2 separate regions of the Triticum aestivum genome follow, and region 2 is linked to region 1. Evidence: chromatin contacts called from public Hi-C data. All regions are on one chromosome and are shown on one strand. The core of a region is the stretch at or near the end of the contact, and the rest is flanking DNA. Distances in the headings are between cores, read along the strand shown.

Region 1 (6,845 bases), core at 2,529-5,028:
TCAATACTTCTTTCGTGAACGGAATGAGCTTGTTCTTGATGCTGTGAGAATCTGTCAGTCAGATCCTTGACTTCTTCTTCAAGTAGAAGAGTTTTAGATGCCGAGGAATCCAGAGAAGATTGCAATTCATTCATCTTCTCCTTGTATGCCTCTGCATTGTTCACTGCTTCTTCAAACTGCTTTTCTTTTTCTGCTGAAGAAGCTGCTTCTTGTTGGACCTGCTCTTCCAGCAACTTTACTTGTTCACTTGAAGTGGCTAATTTACTCTCAGATTCACTGAGCCGTTGCTCAAGATCAGAGCATTTCTTCTCCGCAACTTTCACATTCATGCTAGCCTCTTCCAGATGCGACTTCAAAGCCTCTTCAGCTGCATGTAGTGCCTGAATCTGTGCTTCAAGTTCAAGAATCTTCCCGTTTGCATCTTCAGCAACAGCTTTGGACTCACCATGCTGCTCATTGATAGATTTCAGATTTACCTCCAGTTCTTCTTTATGCGACAATGCTTCTGACAGGAGCAACTGTGCTTTAGCATGCTCCTCTTCAGCCTGACGTAGCATGGAGTCTCTCTCTGATAGTTTTGATTCAGCGTCAACTAGAGTCCCTTTGAGAGTTTCATGTTCATCCTTTAATTCATCGAGCCCAGACTGCAGGTTGAGTATCTGCGACTGTTGCTTCTCCAATGTAGCTTCACTTGTCTCTTTTTCCTTCACATGCTCTTCCAGTTTTATCTCCATTTCTTGCAAACTCAGAAGCTTCGCTTGTAACTCTTCATTCACGGTGGCAAGTTCAGTCTCTAGTTTAAGGCTCTTTTCCTTCAAAGATTCTTCAGATGAACAATGGAGACTCAACTCTTCAGTGAGCTTACTGATGTCAGCATCCTGCGAGGCAAGCTTCTGCTCCAAATCATCCACTTGTGATTTTGACAGTTCAAGTGCTTCTTGCACCATCTTGAATTGTGACATTGTGGTATTCAGTGATTCTTCTACTTGCTGATGGTCAACAGCCTTATCCTGATGTCCCTTTATCTCTTCCTGAAGATTGTTAATCTGGTTTTCCATCTCTTTCATGTTCAACTGAGCCATTTCCAGCATCTTATCAAGTTCCGCAGCCCTTTTCGCCTCCTGTGCAGCATGCAAGCTCCTTTCATCCTTCAGCTCTTCAAGTTTGTGGAGCTTATCAGCTGATGAACTTAACTCAGCCTCAATTTCTTGAATCCTCTGTTTCGAGATTTCAAGCTCAGACCCCAGCTCGCTCAGTGATTGTGTTGCATCAGCCAGCTCTTTATCCTTCTCAGTGAGAGACCTCTGTGCTTCTTGTAGGGAATTGTATTGCACTGTCTGCTTATTTTCTGCTTCTGTCATGTCCTTCATCAATTTTTCCTTTTCAGATTCAAGCTCTTCAATGCGCATTGATAGTACTTTCAGTCTTTCTGTTTCTTGGTTGAAGGTGGCAGATTCTGAAGTTTTTTCATCCTCTTTGGGACTTGCCTTTGTCAAAGGTGAGACATCATCTACCAGCTCAAAACCATCGGATCCTGTTCCATCATCATCATCATTGGGTGTTTCCTTCACATGCAGATTCGAATTCCCGTTTACTAATTTTTCTTTGTCATCGTGTACCTAAGACATTGGCATTGTCAGAATACATTGGCATATTTGGAATTTCAAATCTAATAATAACCAAGTCATCATTGAAAAATAAAGTCCTCATTGAAAGAAAAGTACTATTGCAACCATGAGATTCTATTAATCTTGAGACTTCAAGCATTTGTTTTCATCGAGATTTTTCTATTCTCCACACTCCGCATTTTTTTCAATGCAGTAGATGCAAAAATTTAGAACATTGGTCTGAAAGTTATGCTGATCATTGACACCACACAACAATTCTCAATACTAAATGTGATAGTATAGTAAAACATAAATGTTTTTTCGTGCCTGCCAATTATCATCGACCACAGATTCTACATATTCAAATGTTTCTTTTTATGAAAGGGGTCACTTGGCCCCCGTTTTCATTACAGAAAATGGCATATTCAAATGAATGATATTCAAGTACTAGCAGTGACCAATGTATGAATTGACAAATGACTAAAGTACTGAAGACAACAATATATTTCAGTCACCCAGCCAAAACATGCTCAGAAACTACACTTTTTCTTATCTTTTTTGGCATCAAGAAGTATTGGACGCCAAATAACAAAACTGAGCATGAATAAAACATATTAAGAAAGTAACAAGATATGCACACATCACTCATTTCTGTAAGTACGCTGGAATCTCGAACATGCACTAGACTTCATGGATGAATGTTCTCCTTACCAGAATCGTATCAGGCGACTTAAGACTGGTCGTCTCCCCAGAGCTTACTTGCGCCGCCTGTTCTGCTTCCATCTCGGGCCACTAGCTTAGTATTCGTTTCTGCCATTCACAACAAGAAAATACTGGCATCAAATACTCACATCATCAATGAGTATACAGGCATCAAGATAATGTGTAATGATGATGTAACCCACAAATGGGATCCAATCAACGCGAGCCAAAAAGGGTGCAACAGTCTCCCAAAAACAGGCTGAGTGGGGGTAAAGTAAACAATTGATTTTGTGTACAGACTACTTCACTACAGACTGGACACAGAGGAAAGGCGACAGCTCGGATCCAACTATTCGTTGTTATTTTGGCAAAAGCAAACACAATGATATCGTAAAGAATTTCATGATCTCTTCTTCCTGTATACATAGCCTACCACCTACCAGTCAAAGGCAGTACCAACTCCACACAAGGCCAATCAGGACCAGAATTATGCTACACGCACAAGGATCCGATCCGATCGATCAACAAGTGGCCGTCTAAGTATATATTTTTTTCTCTCCCAAAACTCTGATCCGAGCTCACACTGAATTTTGCAGAACAAGCGGCTCCCAGCCTACCGAACGCAATATCCACCAAATAGTCCAGCAACCGAGCCAGAAAAAGGCAAAAGACAAAAACGACAATTGGTGCCCACCAACCAGCCCTCCCTCCCACGGTCGCCGCCCCCTCCTCCTACCCCGAGCAGGGACGTGCCATCCGCAGCACCTCAAAGTCAAAAAAAAAATCCCGATCGATCGGACGCCCACAGCCTGATCGAAACAGCACGGTCCTCATCCACAGCAACAAACCCACCACCCTCCGCCCCGCCGCGAGCAGACGGGCGGCTGGCTCCGAGCGAAATCGTGTGCGGGAGCCGACCGAAATGGCGAAAGCAGAGGCGGGCAGCGGAGCAGCCGGAGGCGGCAGAATCGGAGCGATAATTTAAAAAAAAAAACTCCCCCAATCCACTCCGCGGGCGGCGACTCAGTTCAGGCGCCGGAAGGCGCCGCTCCAGAGGTGGAGGTCGGATCAAATGGCGTAACCAGTGCCTCCCCTCCCGCCGAGAACCAGCGGATCGCCGACGGGCCGTCGCTCGACAGACGCGATCAGATTCAAAAAGAAAAAAGAAAAAAAAACAGAGAGAACAAACACCGGAAAAATTACGCTCGCTAGTTAACCAGAATGAACAGGAGCTCACCTCGGATCGGGTGGCCGACGGAAGCTCCCGGCGGCCGAGATCCTCGCCCGTCTCTGCCTTTTCCGGCGGCCGTATCAGGCGGCCGCGGAGCAGACGCCGCGGCCAAATCAGCGAGGAAGTTCGAGAAAGAGAGGGGGAGATTGGAGCAGTGGGAGGGGGGAGAGAATCTTTTTTAATCTGGTTGGGGTTTTTGGGAAGCGCGTTGTATTTGCTCCTTCGTGGAGGGGTTTATATCTGCCTGCATACGTGCCGCTGAGTTGGCCTGGGCCCCGCCAATAAAGCCGGCGGGGGTTGCTAGCCTCACCGACCCCGTGCGCTCACCTCCCTCACGCTCGCTGCCCGGTGGGCCCCGGACTGCCTGGCCCCGCGCGTCGGTGGACGAGAGGGGATCAACCCGTGGGCGGCGGGATTACCGGGACGACACTCCGCGCGCAACAGCCTGCGCCCTGCGCGTGTTGGGGCCTTGCGGGCGGCGTTCTCGGGAGGGAGGGAATTTTGCAACGAGATCCCCCTGATGAAGCGTAAAAACTTCGCTGTTAGCCGCGGCCAGCGGAAGGTTTTGAGAAATCTCCGCCACCTTTTTCTTAATCTACCTTATTTACCGGCCAAAGAGTCGCAAGCACATTCAAACATCCATAAGAGTCTAGTCGCCCGTGTAGAAACGCACATTCAAATTCCTCTCGCTTTTCACCGTCGTCCACACTCCTGGGACCAACCAAAACGAAATCAAGCACACCAAGTCAGCAGCTCAATCGGTAAAAATAAACGCCAAGTCATTTTCGCATCCCCGCATCAAAGCCGTTTCCTTTCGGAGGACCGATTCTCCTTTGATGCTAGAGGTGTTTATCATCACGCTTTCCCTGATAGAAACTCACAATAACTCGGCGCACCGATAATGCACTCCTCCAAACTAAAAAAGTACTTCCACCGTGCACGTCTTTGTGGTTTTGGGCTACCTTGCAAGCTAATCCCTCCGTTCGTCCGCAAACAAGAACCTGCTATCGTTTTCATGTTGCCTCATGGCTTTGCCACCGTGATAGTGTTTCTCTCTTTGTCCTGATCACGCGAGTACAACCAATTGTTTTGGCAGTTCATTATATTTTGCACCGACATTTGTTCTCTATGTACTATGCCAGCTTTCTCTTTGCATCCGTGTGTTCACAAAGAAGATTAGTGTGTGTGCGTGTTGTAAGCGTCTGCTTTTGTACTGTGTTTCTCAACAAAACTTCTCTTAGTGATGACACGTAAGATATTTGTTGAGTTTTTTTCTTTTCACAAAGACCGGACTAGCCTGATATTGTCGATGACAGTTGGAATATTTTATACACGTGTCCCTAAGGACCAGATCCACGGAGTCGCATTTCATCGCTGCTGGACCCTTGAATAGATTTACAAAGCCTGAATGACACGCATTTTTGCTGCATTGTACGCAAGGTGAGAAACTCTAACCTCGCCGCCCCGAGGAGCCGACAAGAATATATGCCCGTGCTCCATTGAATCCGTTCCCGACAGAAAAATCGAGGAGGATCGGATCCCAAAAGACTGACTCGAATATGAAGCGCCACCATCGGCCTGAGTGCCACCCCTGCAAGGACTAAAACCATAACCTATAAACTAGTCGGAGTCCAGGCACCGAGATGCCCCTCCTCGCCACCTGTCACAAGAGAGATAGACAAATAGGAGGCGAATCCACGGGCTTGTCAATGGAGATCGAGGGGAGGAATACTTGACCCAAGTCGCCTTCGTGAGAGGGGAAGAAAAGAGTCGCACACATGTCTGTAATATTGAGCGATGAATAATAAAAAGAAAATAGCAGTGTGTCTCATTTTAATTATGAGATAACCTTTTAGCGCTTTAGATAACACTAGTATAACGCCCGTGCGTTGCCACGGGCTCTTTAAAATTTATAATCAGTATCTTTCATTTATCATCCCCTCATATTGGGTGATTATGGGGTGCTCTAATTAGAAACACAACAATCAAATATTAGGAAATTTCACCGAACGAACAACAACGAATAATACGATATCTATCAAACAAATAAAATGAGGTCATATTTTTGGTCCGTCATGCACTTCTGTTGAAAAGTGCCTATCCCTTTTAGAATCGACTTCGTGCTCAAAAGAACTCAAACTCCTATCCAATCTCGACTTCGTGCTCTTCCACTTCCATTGATAAAGATGGGACGTCAAGGGTTTCATCATGATGACCTCGAGCAGCCGCCGACATCCCTCCCCACATCTACCCCTACCCCCTGCTGCCGCTTGCACTGTCCTTGCTCCTCGAGGAAGCTAGGGACACAATGTTCTCTAGGATGGGCATGACCAGATCCACGAGGAGGCCACATTCTTCCATGGGAATCCAATCAAGCACACCACCCTCCGCAACCATCCAATCCCGGCCTAACAAAGTCAAGACCCGCCATCGATCCACAAATCAGGCTTGCCGCATCCAGGTTCACTGCAAGTCTGCGACGAGTCTGTAGTCGACATCTTGACTTTGGCTATCCCCACGGAAGAATCATCGGATCCTGCTTACTTTTACCATCACTTCGTCTCTTCCCAAGGCAGCGACACCACCCAGCCAATTACCACCACCACTTGCGGCTTGCCTACATAAAATCATGAGAAATCCCCACGGCGGTGCTGTAAGATCACCTTGGCGACCTCGACAGTGACCGACTGGTCTAAGATCTAAGCTAGCCGCTCTTTGTAGAAACCAATAGAAGTAGGCATGTGACTCAGATTTGTTCTTTGGTGTGCATGCGTTTCTTGCTGCCCACCAGCTCTTGTCTACAACTCGCCTATCTCTGTACCAGCTCTTGGTCTACAACTCGCCTATCTCCATGCTCGAGACGACCAAGCTCGATGCGCAAGCCGCATACGTCTGCTAGAGCTATATCCAGACCCTATGATTTTTGGGTCACTGGCACTATGGGTGCCAGGACCGGAGTCGCCCTCATCCACCAAGTGGATCAAGGAGGCCCACCACCTAGACTCTACATCGCAATATTTTGTGTTTTCCTATAAAAAGTAAAGAACCTTCTCTAATAAACGTAAATATAACATTTTGGTTTTATAGTCTTATCTTTCCTACACTCCAATACCAGAAGGATTTCTTGGTTTTATTTAATGACCTTCTTGAATGTCATTCACTTAGAAAGGTAGTAATACAATCTGTGATATTAAGGCAAATTATTAGTCATATTAAAGTGCAAAAGGCCCTATAGGAGTCAAAGCATGACTTTTATGGTTATACTGTAATTTGCAAGATCTGAGATTTATGCAAGTGTGCAATTA
Region 2 (6,845 bases), core at 1,392-3,891, 260 kb after region 1:
CTCCTCCTCTCTATTGTTGGCCCTCATCCACAGAGTCGTCACCAGAGTTCCGCCGGCATCGTTGCTCCGCTGTCATCCCCAACCTAGGGCTTAGCCACCGGAAGCCGCAATCCACACCGCCGCTGACCGTGGTTCTCCACCACCGAACGTCATATCGATACGTTCAATTCTCCCATATATACACCTCGCGCTCTACGTGTTCGGTGAAGTGACAGAGCTAGATTTTGATTCTTTCGGTCATCATTTCTAGGTCATTCAATGGATTCATCATGGAATAATGGCTATGAGAACTCTGACCTTGATGAATTCTTATTCAACGAGTTCATCGCCTCGTCGGATTTGTGGAGTTGCGATAATGTGCGAAGTGGAGACACTTTGGCGGCTCATGACATGTTTTGTAATCTTGCACAACATGATTGTCGAGGATGAGGATGAAGGGCCAGCACGCACACATGATATTGAGAAGCCCAGAACTCATGTTCGCCTCCTGGAACAAGGGGCAGAGAGTATTGCAAACTTTTTGGAAAAGCATCGACAATTGCGAGATCAACATGTGCATGTTGAATGATCTTGTGGAGCATATGCGGGTCCACACTGGAAATCAGTAAACTTTGCTTTTAGTTTATCAATTATGCACTATGAACAATATTTATGTTTGAACTATGTATTCTTAAGTACACACAATTTGTATTTATGTGCATTGAATAATATTTGGCCAAGATCATCGGCGTGCATGTGTTTGCGTGTATTTGATATTTTTGAAATAGGGATTATGGTTGCAAAACGCATTATTTGAGAGTCGTCCGGTCACTGTCCACGGGTGTGTCTGGACGAGTCCGCGGACGTATAGGGACCCGTAATTGATAATTCTGGTTGTAGATGCTCTTCTCAGATTCGCAATTGAGAAACCCATACACAACTTCAAAATAATCTGGTGTAGCACTTGTGGGCGGTTCATATGAACAATAATAGCATATGTAAGAATGTGTTGAATTTAAATTTGAGCCAATTTATTTCAAAACTGTATTACGATTGGGTTGTGGAATATTTTTGCATTAAAACATTTCTCTTTGGATTATTGATGCATTGTGCTACTTATGATTCTTGATGCTTTGGAATATTTGGAGGCGTCCGTTTGACGAAGGCCCCTTGGATATGCCCTTAGAATCTGTAGGGATGTTTGGTTCGACGCGACCATGCTCTGTTCAACATAATCAGAAGTTCAACCATGGTTAGTGGACCAATGTTTAATAGTCTTTGGCGCAAGAATAGTTCACAGTTTTCTACATCACGAACAGTGTCCATTCCGGTGCACTATTACCATCTGGCAGCGAGCAGATTGTTCTCTTCACAGCCGATGTCATCATCGCCGACGACATTATGATCATCCTCGTCGTACAAGTTAAAAGAGACGGCATCGCCTGGTTCTTGTTGGATCGGATCCGGCCGACACTCTCTCCTCTCATGGATACATCTCACCAGCTGAAAAGGGTTCCGAGCGAGACAGTTCGGTGCTATCCGTCATTCAACTTATAATCATATACGGCATGAAAAAGCAGGAGCTGATAATGGCCGTGCTGTCAGTGCCCATTAGAGTACAAAACCCAAACTATAGCGCCCAAACACTAGTACGAGCTAGCTCAGCTAAGCCAGCTTACGAGCATGGAGTGGTAGCTGAGCATTTCCCATGTACACTGCGTACGTACCAAGGATGCTTGGAGAGCAGGTTGACGATAAAGTTTCCTTTATTCTTTTGAAGAACCTAGGTTGACGCTCAAGCTAGCCAGGTTAACACCGGAAATGTATTTTGGAAAAAAAAACACCGGAAATGCATCGCTCGGCCTTCATTCCAACAACCGTCAGACCATGTTTAAAAAACAACAACAGCCATGAGCCCGTGAGCCCGTTCAGACGGCCCGGCATGCGTACTCGGCTCGTGGCCCAGCTAAGAGCGACCTCCTGGCCTGCTGCCCAAGCGCCCCCAGTGGCCCAGTCCATGACTTATTGCAGTGACAAATTTGTTGACGCGGAAACCTTTCCCCCGTGGCCATGGGCGCAGTGGACTTCGGACGCCGGACGGCGCTGCCCGCCTCGCCTACGCACGCCTGCGTTTCCGCAAGGCACGGAGGAAACCGGACGGCACTCCGGCAGTGGCACGGTGTCGCGAGGAACACACGGCGTACTGTCGCATTGATGGGCCATCGGGCATTCCGCAAGGCACGGAGGAAACACGGCCATGTGGCCATGGAAGAGAGTCAAAGCGCGCGTAGGCGTGTGCCGCCGTCCTCCATCCTCAGCCGTGCCCGTGGGCGATCGAGGGAATGCACGGGAATCGCAACGGCGGTGCAGGCGCACACAGCAGCACAGCACGTGACCGCACGCACGCGGCGGCGGGCCGAGGGGGAGGCAGCCAGGCTGCCGGACTGACGACGGCCAGTTGAGCTCCACCGACCGGCGCCTTCCGCGAAGTCACCACCCTGGACCCTGCTGCCACGGACACCGCACACCTGCGATCCGTCGTCTTCCTATAAAATTGGAACAAACCACCTTCACTTCACTTCACTTCACCTGTTCACCCAGTAGATCGTGCACCGGTATTTCGATCAGCGGATCGATCGCCAGGAGGAGATCGATCGAATCGATGGTGGTCGGCGGCGCGCGCTGCGCCGCGGTGCTACTGCTCGCCTTCGCGGCAGCCCGAGCTGCCCCCGACGTAGATGGTGAGAGCATCGCCAAAGCTACTGCACTGTTTACATCTTGCCTGCATCCATGAGTGATTAGTCGTTCGTTAAATGCGATTGCCGTCTAGCGATCGACCGTCACTTGGTTAGGTAGTTCGAACGTCTTTGGTCATGTTCGCATACATTCTAGCTACGTGTGTTGCAAAGATGCATAGGAAATACCCGTCTATTGTCTCAGTTTTTTCTTAACAATCTATTGTCTAAGTTTAATTACCATTCTGTGCTAGCCATTGGATGCCACACTGCCGACTGGGGACGGCAACCTTTTCCATACACAATTCTTTTCAGTTACTTACAGTTCGACCCAAATCCAAATGGGTCGCATTTTCCCTTCTTTCTCCTGTATCATGGCCGCCACCTTTACCTTGACTCGCAACTCCAACCATGTCCCCCCCCCCCCTCCAGCTCGTCAGAAATCTTGATCGACTGTGCTTTTTTTTCGCGAATACGCAAAGCTTGCATATCATTTCATTAATAGGTAGGAGAGAACAAGAGTAACATAGATAAAAGAGGGGGAAGTGGGAAAGAATACAACACAGCATACACTCTCCTAGCTCAAACTCCAGCCAAGGAAGGCGAGGAGACAAGACCCAGAGCACCTAGACCGCGTCACAACCATCACAAGGCACCACCGTCGCACGGCCACCGCTCCAAGACAGACCAAATCAACGTACCCCCACCTTAAGCGCCTAGAGGAGTTGGCAAGTGGGAAGCAGGATTTGGCTGAACAGGAGGAAGAAGCCATGGATGAGGCACCGACAATGTCGTACATTGCGCCCCGAATGCCCATGCCCTGAGAAGCAGCCCAAAACCAAGCTTGGCGTCCACCATCTTTAATTCCAACACTGGAGACGCCACGAGCAACCAAGACCGCGCCTTCAAGAAGGATACGACGTCGGGATGCCGCCGCTGTCCGATCTGGTGAACCAGACCTGGGGGTTTCCCCCGGTGCGCGAAGCGGGACACAGACAAAAGACCATGGCAGCGCCTTCAACAAGGACACGGCACCCGCAGGTGTCGCCACCGCCAGCAACAGCAAGCTGAGCAAGGATTTCCTATGTCAAACCTTTTTTCCTTCTTTTTCATGAATACGCAAAAGTTGCATATCTTTTCATTGATAGAAGAAGGATAGCACAACATGGGATAACAACAACTCACTAAGCCATGTACACAGAGAGGCATGAAATTGAGCTCGTAAAATGACAGACGTGGGGTTGCTCAGCCCCAAAAGACCTCTCAGATTAGCCCTTGGGGATGGTGTTTTGGATTCCGATGGGGCAGGCCCTCCTATGTCAAACTTCACTAAATCTAATAAAATGTTAGCAAATTTGAAGATCTAGCTTTGATTTATGTCAACCTTTTTAAAATTTGAAAGTCTATAGAAAAATGTGTCAAGATAATTGAATTTGTGGTTCAACCAGTTACTCCAAAAATTCAAACCGATGGAATGAGACGGGCGATATATTTCAAAACTCTTCCTCGCATCTAGGCCTTTTTGTAGTCATGCGTGGGATTGATGTGGGCACAAATATCTTCTTTTCTAATACCGTGTTAGCATTGTTTTGAACCCGAGACCTTTTAGCATCGATACCATATTGAATTAATGCTCCAATTATTTCATCCGAAAGTTTGAACTGATAGAAAGAGGGGACAATATATTTGCATATCAACAACATCAAATTAGTTTCATTATAATATCCATCACAAAATATACCGTTGTACTATGTAATACTTCCTCCGATCCATAATAAGGGCCCGTTCGGAAGCTCTTCGCTTCCTCGCTTCTCCGGAATAAGTGCCGCGGTTTTAAACTGACATTGAAGTAGCATATTTTTCATTTGGAACTGAAGGAGAAGTTCAACAATAGAGTACAACTTGATTTGATTTGGAACTGAGGGAGTACTCCCTAGAAAAATGCTGGCGTTGACTTGTAATTATTCGCACGATATCGTGCAAAAGGAATCAAACCAGGGTGCACAAAATTGATTCATCTATGAGTCGACGGAGTGTAAAAAAAGTACTCCTAACATTTTCTTGAAAATTGCCGGCATTGACCTGTTAGAACCACAGAGATCAAATCAGGGCTCTGCACTCTAACGTGCTGCGTACGGGTGGGTACATGTATGGTTCAGATTATTATGCAGAATGTCAACGCCTGAGATCTACTCTAGGTTGACGGTTCACTGCCTGACACTGACACATCATGCATGCCAATATGCCATCACTAATTTGTGCCCGCTGCATGCATGCATGCATGCAGGCCCGCTGCTGAACGGCAACTTCGAGTACCCGCCGAACAGGTCGCAGATGAACGGCACGAGGGTCACGGGCGCGCACGCCATCCCCTACTGGAAGGCCGCCGGCCCCGTGGAGTACGTCGAGTCGGGGACGGACCGGCCGGGCGACGGCATGGTCCTGCCGGTGCCGGAGGGCGCGCACGCCGTGCGCCTCGGCAGCGGCGCCTCCGTCCGGCAGCAGCTCAGCGTCACCCGCGGCGCCCGCTACTCCGTCACCTTCAGCGCCGCGCGCACCTGCGGCCAGTCCGAGCGCCTCCGCCTCTCCGTCGTCCCCGACGCCGCCGCCGACGCGCCCGGCCGGGAGCTCCCCATCCAGACCGTGTACAGCGCCAGCGGCTGGGACTCGTATGCCTGGGCCTTCCACGCCGAGCGGGGCGTCGTCACGCTCGTCATCCACCACAGCGACGACGGCGGCGGCGCGGAGGACCCCGCCTGCGGGCCCCTCGTCGACGCCGTCGCCATCAAGACCCTCCACCCTGCCGCCGAGGCCGCCGGCGGCAACCTGCTGAGGAACGGGGGCTTCGAGGAGGGGCCGTACGTCGCCCCGGGGTCGACGTGCGGGGTGCTGGTGCCGCCCATGGGCGAGGGCGCCGTGTCGCCGCTGCCCGGGTGGATGGTCATGTCCTACTCCAAGGCGGCCAAGTACGTGGACGCGGCGCGCCACGCGGTGCCCGGCGGATCGCGCGCCGTGGAGCTGGTGGCCGGCGTGGAGGCGGCGCTGGTGCAGGAGGTGGACACCGTGCCGGGGAGCGCGTGCCGGATGGAGTTCTCCGTCGGGGACGCCGGGGACGGGTGCGTGGCGTGCGGGCCGGAGCTGCAGCCCATGCGCGTGGTGGCGGCGGCCACGGGGGCGCAGGGGACCGCCGCCGTGGAGTACCATTCCCGGGGCACGGGCGGGCGCGCGCGCGGCGCGCTGTCGTTCACGGCGGAGGGGAGCCGCACGCGGGTGGTGCTGTATAGCTCCGGCTACCACACCATGTCCGACGGCAGCGGCTCGCTCTGCGGGCCCGTCGTCGACGACGTCTCGCTCGTCTGCGCTTAGAAGCCGCCGCCGGATGCTGCGTCGCTAGCTAATGTGTCGGCACGGCAGCCATGCGCGATTATTTTAGACATTGCACCATCTCACATTTCTTTCGTTTCTTCTCTTCTGAGGAACATCATCAAATTTGAACGATTCATACGTAGGTCCGTACAAGAGATCTCAAAGGAATTCTTTCAAATTGTTTCAAATTGTGTCAGTACAAGAGATTATCAAAGTGGCAAGCTTATAAACGGCTTTATTTGGCAGATTATCTTTCGAGGTAAGAATGTACCAAAATCTATCTTGTCTGTAATCAAGTCGTCAATCACCATCGCTCGGTGAAAGAATGCTTTGCCATTCCGCGCATCAAGAACAGCGTCCGTTCCGGTGCGTTATTACCACCTGACAGCGAGGAATTATTCTGTACACATCCGAGACCATCGCCGCAGTCGACGTTATCATCATCGTTGTGCTGCATCTTGTCTAGTTTTTCTTCGATTTGAGCTCCGCCACTCTCTCCTCCGTGGACTTCATAGCTTCTCCGTATATGCTCACCAGCTGATAAGAGTTTCAGAGCGAGATAAGTTCAGTGGTGTCCGGAGAAAAGTAAAGGATGATGGTGCTACTGTTATTTCTGATCTTACCTCATCAACTTCGCCAGGGGTCATTGTCAATGGCGGTGACATCATAATGCTGTCGCCGGCAACCCTGACCAGCATGCCACGCTTCTGGCACTCCTGTCCGAAGATAGCACCAACACCTGAATATGCCATCAGGGAAACAGTT

The links. Hi-C and Micro-C count contacts between places; a contact is called where the count stands out from the background.
Region 2: a contact with region 1 is called in a Hi-C map of root, with 9 times the contacts expected there. The contact joins the promoter of LOC123191842 here to the promoter of LOC123190179 in region 1. A contact is called at or near these places in 5 of 5 Hi-C or Micro-C datasets (leaf, root and an unstated tissue) and 1 of 1 datasets of contacts at active chromatin or transcription factors (leaf).

The regions. Positions count from the first base shown.
Region 1 is chr2A:680,307,717-680,314,561 of IWGSC CS RefSeq v2.1, forward strand. It overlaps LOC123190179 (myosin-2 heavy chain), which reads right to left and starts at 3,779. Exons shown (of 8, transcript XM_044602778.1): 1 at 3,547-3,779; 2 at 2,319-2,417; 3 at 1-1,619. The coding sequence starts at 2,390.
Region 2 is chr2A:680,565,476-680,572,320 of IWGSC CS RefSeq v2.1, forward strand. LOC123191842 reads left to right here and starts at 2,642. Exons shown (of 2, transcript XM_044604419.1): 1 at 2,642-2,720; 2 at 5,002-6,358. The coding sequence starts at 2,642. The coding sequence ends at 6,080. LOC123190180 (gamma-aminobutyrate transaminase 1, mitochondrial) reads right to left here. Exons shown (of 19, transcript XM_044602779.1): 18 at 6,704-6,819; 19 at 6,240-6,617. The coding sequence ends at 6,543.